Regions from separate parts of the Pan troglodytes genome. Here region 2 is linked to region 1. A link is a contact called in public HiChIP or PLAC-seq data. All regions are on one chromosome and are shown on one strand. The core of a region is the stretch at or near the end of the contact, and the rest is flanking DNA. Distances in the headings are between cores, read along the strand shown. Region 1 overlaps BORCS5 (BLOC-1 related complex subunit 5). Region 2 overlaps GPR19 (G protein-coupled receptor 19).

Region 1 (3,797 bases), core at 590-3,089:
TGGTACCTGCCTGTAGTCTTAGCTATTCAGGAGGCTGAGGCTAGAGGATCACTTGAGCCCAGGAGTTCAAGGCTACAGTGAGCTATGATTGTGCCACTGCACTCCAGAAAAAAAATACATATATACATACATAAAAATAATAACCCAACAGTGCAGACAAATATTGGAACATAAAAAGACTCGATCCTAAAGCAGACAGAAAAAGGTATGGGTGGGCAGGGAGGAAGGAATAAAGAACAGGAACAAAGGCCGGGCATGGTGGCTCGCACCTGTAATTCCAGCACTTTGGGAGGCCGAGGCAGGTGGATCACTTGAGGTCAGGAGTTTGAGACCAGCCTGGCCAATATAGTGGAGCCCTGTCTCTATGAAAAATACAAAAAACTAGCCGGGCATGGTGGCACGTGCCTGTAGTCCCAGCTACTCGGGAGGCTGAGGTAGGAGAATTGCTTGAACCCAGGAGGTAGAGGTTGCAGTGAGCCAAGATCATACCACTGCACTACAGCCTGGGCGAAAAAGCAAGACTTTGTCTCAAAAAAAGAGAACGAACTAGAACAAATAAAAAAAAAATAGCAACAGTGGACTTTAACCCAACCACACTGAAATTACACTAAATCTAAGAGTGTTAAAGGTATCATTAAAAAGACAGATTTTCAACATATATAAAACAGCAAGACAACTATATGCTGGCTACTTTAAAAGCTAGATTAAAAGCAAATGGGGGGCCGGGTGCAGTGGCTCACATCTGTAATCCCAGCACTTTGGGAGGCCGAGGCAGGTGGATCACTTGAGGCAAGGAGTCCATGACCAGCCTAGCCAACATGGCGAAATGCTGTCTCTACTAAAAATACAAAAATTAGCCAGGCATGGTGGCACACACCTGTAATTGCAGCTACTCAAGAGACTGAGGTACAAGAATCGCCTGAACTCAGGAGGCAGAGGTTGCAGTGAGCCAAGACTGCGCCACTGCACTCCAGCCTGGGCGACAGAGTGAGACTCCATCTCCAAAAAAAAAAGCACATGGACAGACAAGTGGGACTTCTTGATAAATCCAAATGAGGAGATCAACATATCCTCTCTGCAAAAGGTAACTATAAAGCTGAACATAATTCATACCATTCAAACATAATTCAAACCATTTTGAGGTTTGGAAAATCAACCAACGGCATATAAAAATTTGAGAAGCATTTATGCCTTAAAAATGAATGAACTTGGCCAAGTGTGGCGGCTCACACCTGTAATCCCAACACTTGGGGAGGCCAAGGCAGGCGGATCACGAGGTCAGGAGTTTGAGAACAGCCTAGCCAATATGGTGAAACCCCATCTCTACTAAAAATACAAAAATTAGCCAGGCGTGGTGGTGTGCTCCTGTAGTCCCAGCTACTTCAGAGGCTGAGGCAGAAGAATCGCTTAAACCTGGGAGGTGGAGGTTGCAGTGAGCCAAGATTGTGCCACCGCACTCTAGCCTGAGTGACAGAGTGTGACTCCATCTCAAAAAAAAAAAAGAACTTGGGTAAAAATAGTGAGAATCTGTGTCATTGAGATGTGAGGCTTCTCCCAACCTTCCTGCCTCAGTTGAAGCAGATGTTGTACCAGAATGGGACAGGTAATGAGAACAGGAAGCTTTCCTGCTTTAGCAGGAAGCGGCTGCTGACTTATTTGGAATAGGTAGCATCCACATCCAGCGGTGTCATCAGTAGAATTGACTATCTCAGAGATGGGCAAGTGGAAAGTGCCAAAAGCTATACTAACACGAGGTTGTGGTCGTGGTCAGGGCAAGCTTATTCCTGGCTAAGGCTGTATGCATTTGCAGCAGAGACCTGAAAGGGTGCAACCAGTCACGTGCTCCTAGCTGACACTGAGGGTGTGTGTATTCCAAGGGGAGAGGTGAAAGGGTTCAGCAGTGAACAAAAGATAAGATTTGAAAATGGCCTGAACTTTGAATGTGCTACCCTGCCACGCAGAGCCATTTACAGATGACAGAAGCCTTCCTGATCAAGGTGGTTAAGTACAACCTCTGATCAATAACTGACTATTAACCCATGCAGACATATGGACAACCCCTAGGAAAGCAGATGTAAAGATATAAGCAAGTTTAAAAAGCAAGCAGACACATGGAGAGGACCTGAGACTACACAAATAAAGAGAGCTGCCCAGACGGCCCCCAGCTGCTCCAGCCCCTGTTATTTCAGCTCTAGCCACCAACTGACTGCAGCTGCATAACAAAGTCAGAACTGCCCAGCTGAGCCCTTCCAGAATCCCTGACCCACAGAAATCTGAGAGATAATAAAGTGATTGTCGTCTTTTAAAAAGGAGGGTGTGGGGTGGAAAAGTAGAGACATTAATGGCCACAAACCACAGGAAAAAGATTTCACAGGTTTGACAAACATGTTACTAAACAAAGAGCAATGAACAGACAAAAAAGTAACAACAGCAATTTGGGAGGATCAGAATCCACAGCTGCTATATTATCTAAAATGCCCAGTTCTTAACAAAAAAATTATAAGACCTACAAAGAAACAGGAGTGTGACTCGTACCCAAGAAAAAAATGCAGTCAATAGAAATTGCCTCTGAGTATTGAAGATACTAGATACAGCAGACAAAAATTTCAAAGCAATTATAAGCTCACAGAACTACAGAAAATCATAATAAAAGAAAGAAAAATATAACAATGAATCTACAAATTCAGATTCCCTATAAGGAGACAAAAATTATATATATATTTTAAAAAGCAGGCCAGGCACGGTGGCTCACACCTGTAATCCCAGCACTTTGGGAGGCCAAGGTCAGCACACTGCTTGAGCCCAGGAGTTTGAGACCAGCCAGGCAACATAATGAGACTTTGTCTCTACAAAACAAACACATACATACATAAAATTTTTAAAAATAAGATAAGAAACCAAATAGAAGTCTTGGAGTTGAAAAGTATAATAATGGAAATGAAAAATTCACTGGGGCAACTCAATAGCAATTTGGGGATGGCAGGAAAAAGAATCAGTGAACCTGAAAATAGAAATTAGCTAAAGAACAAAGAGAAAAGATTAAAGAAAATAAAACAGTGCCTTAGAGATCTGTGCAACAACATCAAACATGCCAACACATGCATAATGGAAATCCCAGAAGGAAAGAAGAGACAAACTTACCAAATCTGATGAAAAATATTAATCCACACATTCAAGAAGCTCAAAGGCCCCAAGTAGGATAAATACAAAGAGATCAAAACTTGGACTTATCACAAACTATGGAAAGCTAAAGGAAAAAAAATCCTGAAATGAGCAAGAGAAAAGCAACTCGTCTGAAACAATGGAGGCTAGAAGAGAGTAGAATGGCATATATAAAGTGCTGGGGGAAAAAAATTGTCAACCAAAAATTCCATTTCAATCAAATTTATCCCTCAAAAAAAAGACAAAATAAAGACATTCCTAGATAAACAAAAACTGAGAAAATCTGCTAGTGAATTTGTAACATTAAATACTAACAAAAGTCTTTTCAGGGTAAAAGGAAGTGACAACGGTTGGGGACCTGAAGTCCAAGAACTGAGGAACACCAAAAATTGTAAATATGTGAGTTAACACAGAAGATTCTACAAATATATTTTTATTCACACCTTCTCTTAACTTCTTTAAAAGACAAACATCCTTAAGGCAGTAACTATGACACTGTGTTTTGGGTTTTCAAACATATACAGATATTATACATGAGAATAATACCACAAAAAAGGGTGAAAGAATGAGGCTATAATGAAGCAAAGCATATATATTTTACCAGAATTAAGTTAGTATTAATCTGAAGTAGACTC
Region 2 (4,219 bases), core at 1,142-3,641, 300 kb before region 1:
CACAGGCACATGCCACCGTGCCTGTAAGAGCGCTGTTTTAAGAAAACCATTTTAATGAATTTCTCAGTGGACCACTGGGTAGTGGTTTGTTTCCAATTTTGTTGAAAGCACTTGGAAAGCTCTTGATTTTTAAAAGGATTTGTTACCTAATTATTGGAGCTATTCACTTTCTCAGTACTATCCCCAATATTTTCAGTTATTCCTGTGTTTGGTCCCCAGGAGGTTTTTAAATTCAGGCAACGCAGGATTTGAGGTAAAGGTGGAAGAGAGGTTTGGCAATCTATGCTAAGATGGAAGAAAAGCTAAGTGGGAACCAAGAACCAGCATGACATCTCGACTGCACCAGTTCTCAGAAAAGCAGTTTTAGAATGCATACTTGTAGAAGCTGAGGATCTAGAAATTAGTTCCCATAAGACTCTGCATGCTTTGGGACCCCTTGGAAAGTTTTTACCTGAAGCCAGAGGTCTATAGTACAGAACACTGAGCAAAGTCTTCCAGGTTTGGTTGATGACAAGCTAAGGGCAGAAATAAAGGAATTTAGAGACTGGCTTTCAAAACAATAGCCTGGATTTCAAGCCTATTGTCTTGTTTCTATTTTGAATTTCAGAAGCCAAATATTAATTTCTTTTTTTCCATTCCTTTTGTAACATCTAAACAGTGCCAAAACACTATCTCCAAGGCAAATGGATTCCCCAGGCAGATGAGAAGATCACATTACTCATGTTCAAAATATTACCCCAGTTGCACAAGTATTGTGGAATTTTGTGCATTTGGATGGAAGACAACTGTTTCTTTATCTTCTTCCAATGTCAAAAGTAAATTTGGTGATTATAACTTTGGCAATATATTTTAAGCAGAATTAGTATATTATGTAACATGTTTTATGACCATCCTTAATAAAATTTTGGGTTATGACTCCTTACAAGATGATTTTAAATATCATTAAGCCATAATATATACATGCAGTCATCCTGGAAGGAATAAATATGTTGGTGATTTTTTTTGTCTCAAATAATTTAAAGCAATCTTTGTGATTTCTTATGTCAAGGGGCCATAGTAGTAAGTCACAACACATTAAATTGACCAGTTATTTTAATCTAGTCTACTATGCATGATGCAGAATAGCATAGTACACTATGCCTGCTCTGGAGGCTGAGTCAGTGGTTCCAAATCCTAGCTCCCACACTATGCAGCTTTGGGCACATTACTTATTCCCCCAAGCCTCCATTTCTTCATCGGTAAAACAGAAATGCCAGTAATAGTACTCATCTTGTTGGGTTGATAGGATTAAATGACATAATGTATGTAAACACCTGGCACATGTTAAATATTAGTTGTTCTTATTGTTGTAATTATTCTTGACTAAGAGAGGAGATGATATCCAAGTCACCAACCTGCTGACTCAAAGAATTTCTTCAATATCTAACTTTTTTGATAAATGAATTTTCTTAAAATGTCAAGTGTTAAAATTAACAGTTGAATTTCTCTGAGTCTTACATAGAAAAACTAGAATTAACCTCACTTCTCCTAAAATAAAAGTAGAAAATACGATGAGGATGTTGATCCAGGAAGGACCTTCAGTTTCTTGAAAATTATACTCCAGCTTCCTTGTGCCACCTCTTTGCTTACAAAGTTTTCATTTCTACACATTGCAAGTCAGCATTCGTCTTTCAAAAAATAAATATTCTGAATTGCCTTGGTTAGGATTCTGAGTTAGAAACAACAAGTTATATGCCAGTGTTATGAGACAAATGTATAGCCAGTTTATATTTCTGACTTGGAGTAATCCAAATGCTATCCAAGTATTAATAAAATTTGTATTTATTTAAAATAATTTGACAACTCACATTTAAAAAATTGTCTTTTCTTCCATAGTGTTATAAAGAATCCACACATTGTTCCTAGCATCGACAGTCAGGTGTGGCTCTAAAGTATCTCCCAATTAAGGCTGTTAGGACTTAGATAATGGCTTCCCAAAAGTCAGATATTCTAACCTGAGGAGAAATCGATTTCTTGAGTTCTTTCCACCACCCTGTGATGGCACTTCAGGGTCAATCTGTGAAGCTGGAATTTTCATTCAGTTGCACCTAACTAGATTTTTAAGGAAAGAAGCAGTGGAGGATGGGGAGAGTAACTATTGCAGTGTCCATACTAATTCCTAGATTCCTTTCAAGATTTAGGACTGACAGCAATCCAATTTGGCTCTGGGAATGCTGTTTAAATCCCTCCTCAGCAATTCAGTCCTTCTCCCTCTTCCTTTCTTTAGTCAGCAGGCTCCCATGGTGACCGGTTTTAAAAGAAATCATCCTCTTCAGCAGTTACCTAGCACCATGGCAACTAGGACGTCAGCAAAGCAGGATAGACCCTGCACAAAACAGCTCCAAGCAGGCTCCCTCCCTGCCTCTCCAGTTCAGCCCTGCCTGAGGCCTAGGGATGGGGCTAATGACATCTAGACTTGTACACCCCAGAATTCCTATGTGTTTCTGTGGTTTTCCCCATAAGCATAGATATTTGGGCATGCAGTAAACTATGTTACAGGAATCTCCCTCCCCCCCACAAAAAAAAAAAAAGACCATATTTAAAGAGTGAGGATGGGTGATGGGATGGAGACAGGGAGGTAGGTATGGGATGGTCTTTTGGGTTTAAGGAAATTTGAAAATTATGTTTGTGTTTATAAGGTAACAGTAAGCTGATAGTAGGGGAAGTCAGAGCCCTAAACATATGGTGTGGTTTATGTTTAGGCACAGGACCTCAGGGAAATTTTAAAAAATATTTTTATTTACTTGAGAGTGAAATAGACAAATGGCTTTAACAAGCACTTGAAGAGGGTGTAATGCTGTCCGTGGTGCTGAACGCTCCATTGTCCCATATGTGTGCTAAGGGGGATCCAGAGGGGAGGTTAAGGAACACCTTGCCAGGTCAGGATACTGACTGTAAGAAAGAAAGAGAGGGGTTGAGGTTAAGAAAGCATCATTTATCTCCCATACTGAGCAACTCTGAATGGTCAAGATAAATCTTCAGATAGAAAAAAAAGAAAACAGAGAAGGAAGGAGGTTTGGGTGATTGAATCTTCCCCTTTTCATATGGAGATTTTTGGTCTGAGCCAATCAAGACAGAGATTTCTGCTGCTTTGCTCCTGAAAGGAAAAGTGGGGGAAGGGAGGGAGAAGATGGCCACATTCTCCCCTTCAGCCACATGATCCATTTCCCATGTGACACATTCCAGAGCCTTGGAAAGGAGAAGGGAGGGGCAACAAGAGAGTGGGGCTGGGGGCGGGAAGATGGTTTAACAGTCTACCCTGCACAGCGTCATCTTGTCTCCCTAACAGGAAGCAGGCTGTGAGCCAAGGGGAAGGCAGAGGACAGAAATGAATGTGTTTCCAGGCTTTCCTGGTGGTTTATGGCATTCTCCAAACTCCTATGCAAGGGCTATTCCTGACCAAGAAGATCTAAAGAGAACGTCTCTGAAATCAAGTCCGGATGAAGGTATGTGATAGGGATCCCTTGGTATTGCGACTGAAATTTGGCTCAGAGGACATAATGCCTTCTTTTTTTCCAGGCAATTTGGAGATTTTGTCCTGCCTTAGATGCCAGTTAGAGGCTTTAGGTTTGTTACCAGTCCAGAAAATATGCCTAGGTAGTTCTGTAAAATGAAAATTCACCAGAGTATGTGTCAGTTGAAAAATTGGATGGAAATTGTGTATAGTGATAATTAATGAAACAAAGCACTCATTGATGAAAAGGATTTTTTCCCCTTGAATCCTGGAAAGAGGGGAAAAAAATTACCGAAACCAACTAGGTTTCATCATCACTGCAATAAAAGCTGTTTCATCCCTTTTCAGCTGCTTATTCTATGCCCATGTTCCCAGAGGCAGTGGCTTGGGGAGCTGAAGTGGGCAGGCGTGCTGTTCCTTTGTGCTGTGCGATCATCTTCCTTCTGATGTTCCTGGAACCAGGGGTGCTTGTGATTGTTCCCAGCTCTGATTTAGGACAGTAGACTGCCACAGAATTTCACATCTTGTAGAATTGCTAGCAACAAGACCCTGGGGAAGTTCTCAAAGGAATCTACCAAAGTTACAGGCTAAAATAATCAGCCGTGAACTCAAATTTTCATGTCTTTGACTATTTTCAGCACAAAGAGAGGAGCCCCTTTAAATTTTATTTTGTCTTTATTTAACAAATACTTAAGAAAGTTCTTTCTAATGTGCAAGGCACTGTTC

What was found. HiChIP or PLAC-seq counts read pairs in DNA pulled down with a chosen protein or histone mark.
Region 2: a contact with region 1 is called in an H3K4me3 HiChIP or PLAC-seq map of stem cell-derived excitatory neurons, with 3 times the contacts expected there. The contact joins two enhancer-like sites. A contact is called at or near these places in 1 of 7 Hi-C or Micro-C datasets (stem cell-derived neural progenitor cells) and 1 of 1 datasets of contacts at active chromatin or transcription factors (stem cell-derived excitatory neurons).

The regions. Positions count from the first base shown.
Region 1 is chr10:19,532,608-19,536,404 of NHGRI_mPanTro3-v2.0_pri, reverse strand. The region is part of intron 2 of BORCS5 (BLOC-1 related complex subunit 5); the gene reads right to left. Among named protein-coding and RNA genes, the nearest start is that of BORCS5, 28 kb to the right of the region's middle. Within about 2 kb of position 1,839, at least 6 of the 24 cell types and tissues checked have an H3K27ac peak or open chromatin away from gene starts, as enhancers often do. A contact at or near this core is called in stem cell-derived excitatory neurons and stem cell-derived neural progenitor cells, where this site is marked.
Region 2 is chr10:19,834,138-19,838,356 of NHGRI_mPanTro3-v2.0_pri, reverse strand. GPR19 (G protein-coupled receptor 19) reads left to right here. Exons shown (of 3, transcript XM_016922989.4): 2 at 3,329-3,485. Among named protein-coding and RNA genes, the nearest start is that of GPR19, 24 kb to the left of the region's middle. Within about 2 kb of position 2,391, at least 16 of the 24 cell types and tissues checked have an H3K27ac peak or open chromatin away from gene starts, as enhancers often do. A contact at or near this core is called in stem cell-derived excitatory neurons and stem cell-derived neural progenitor cells, where this site is marked.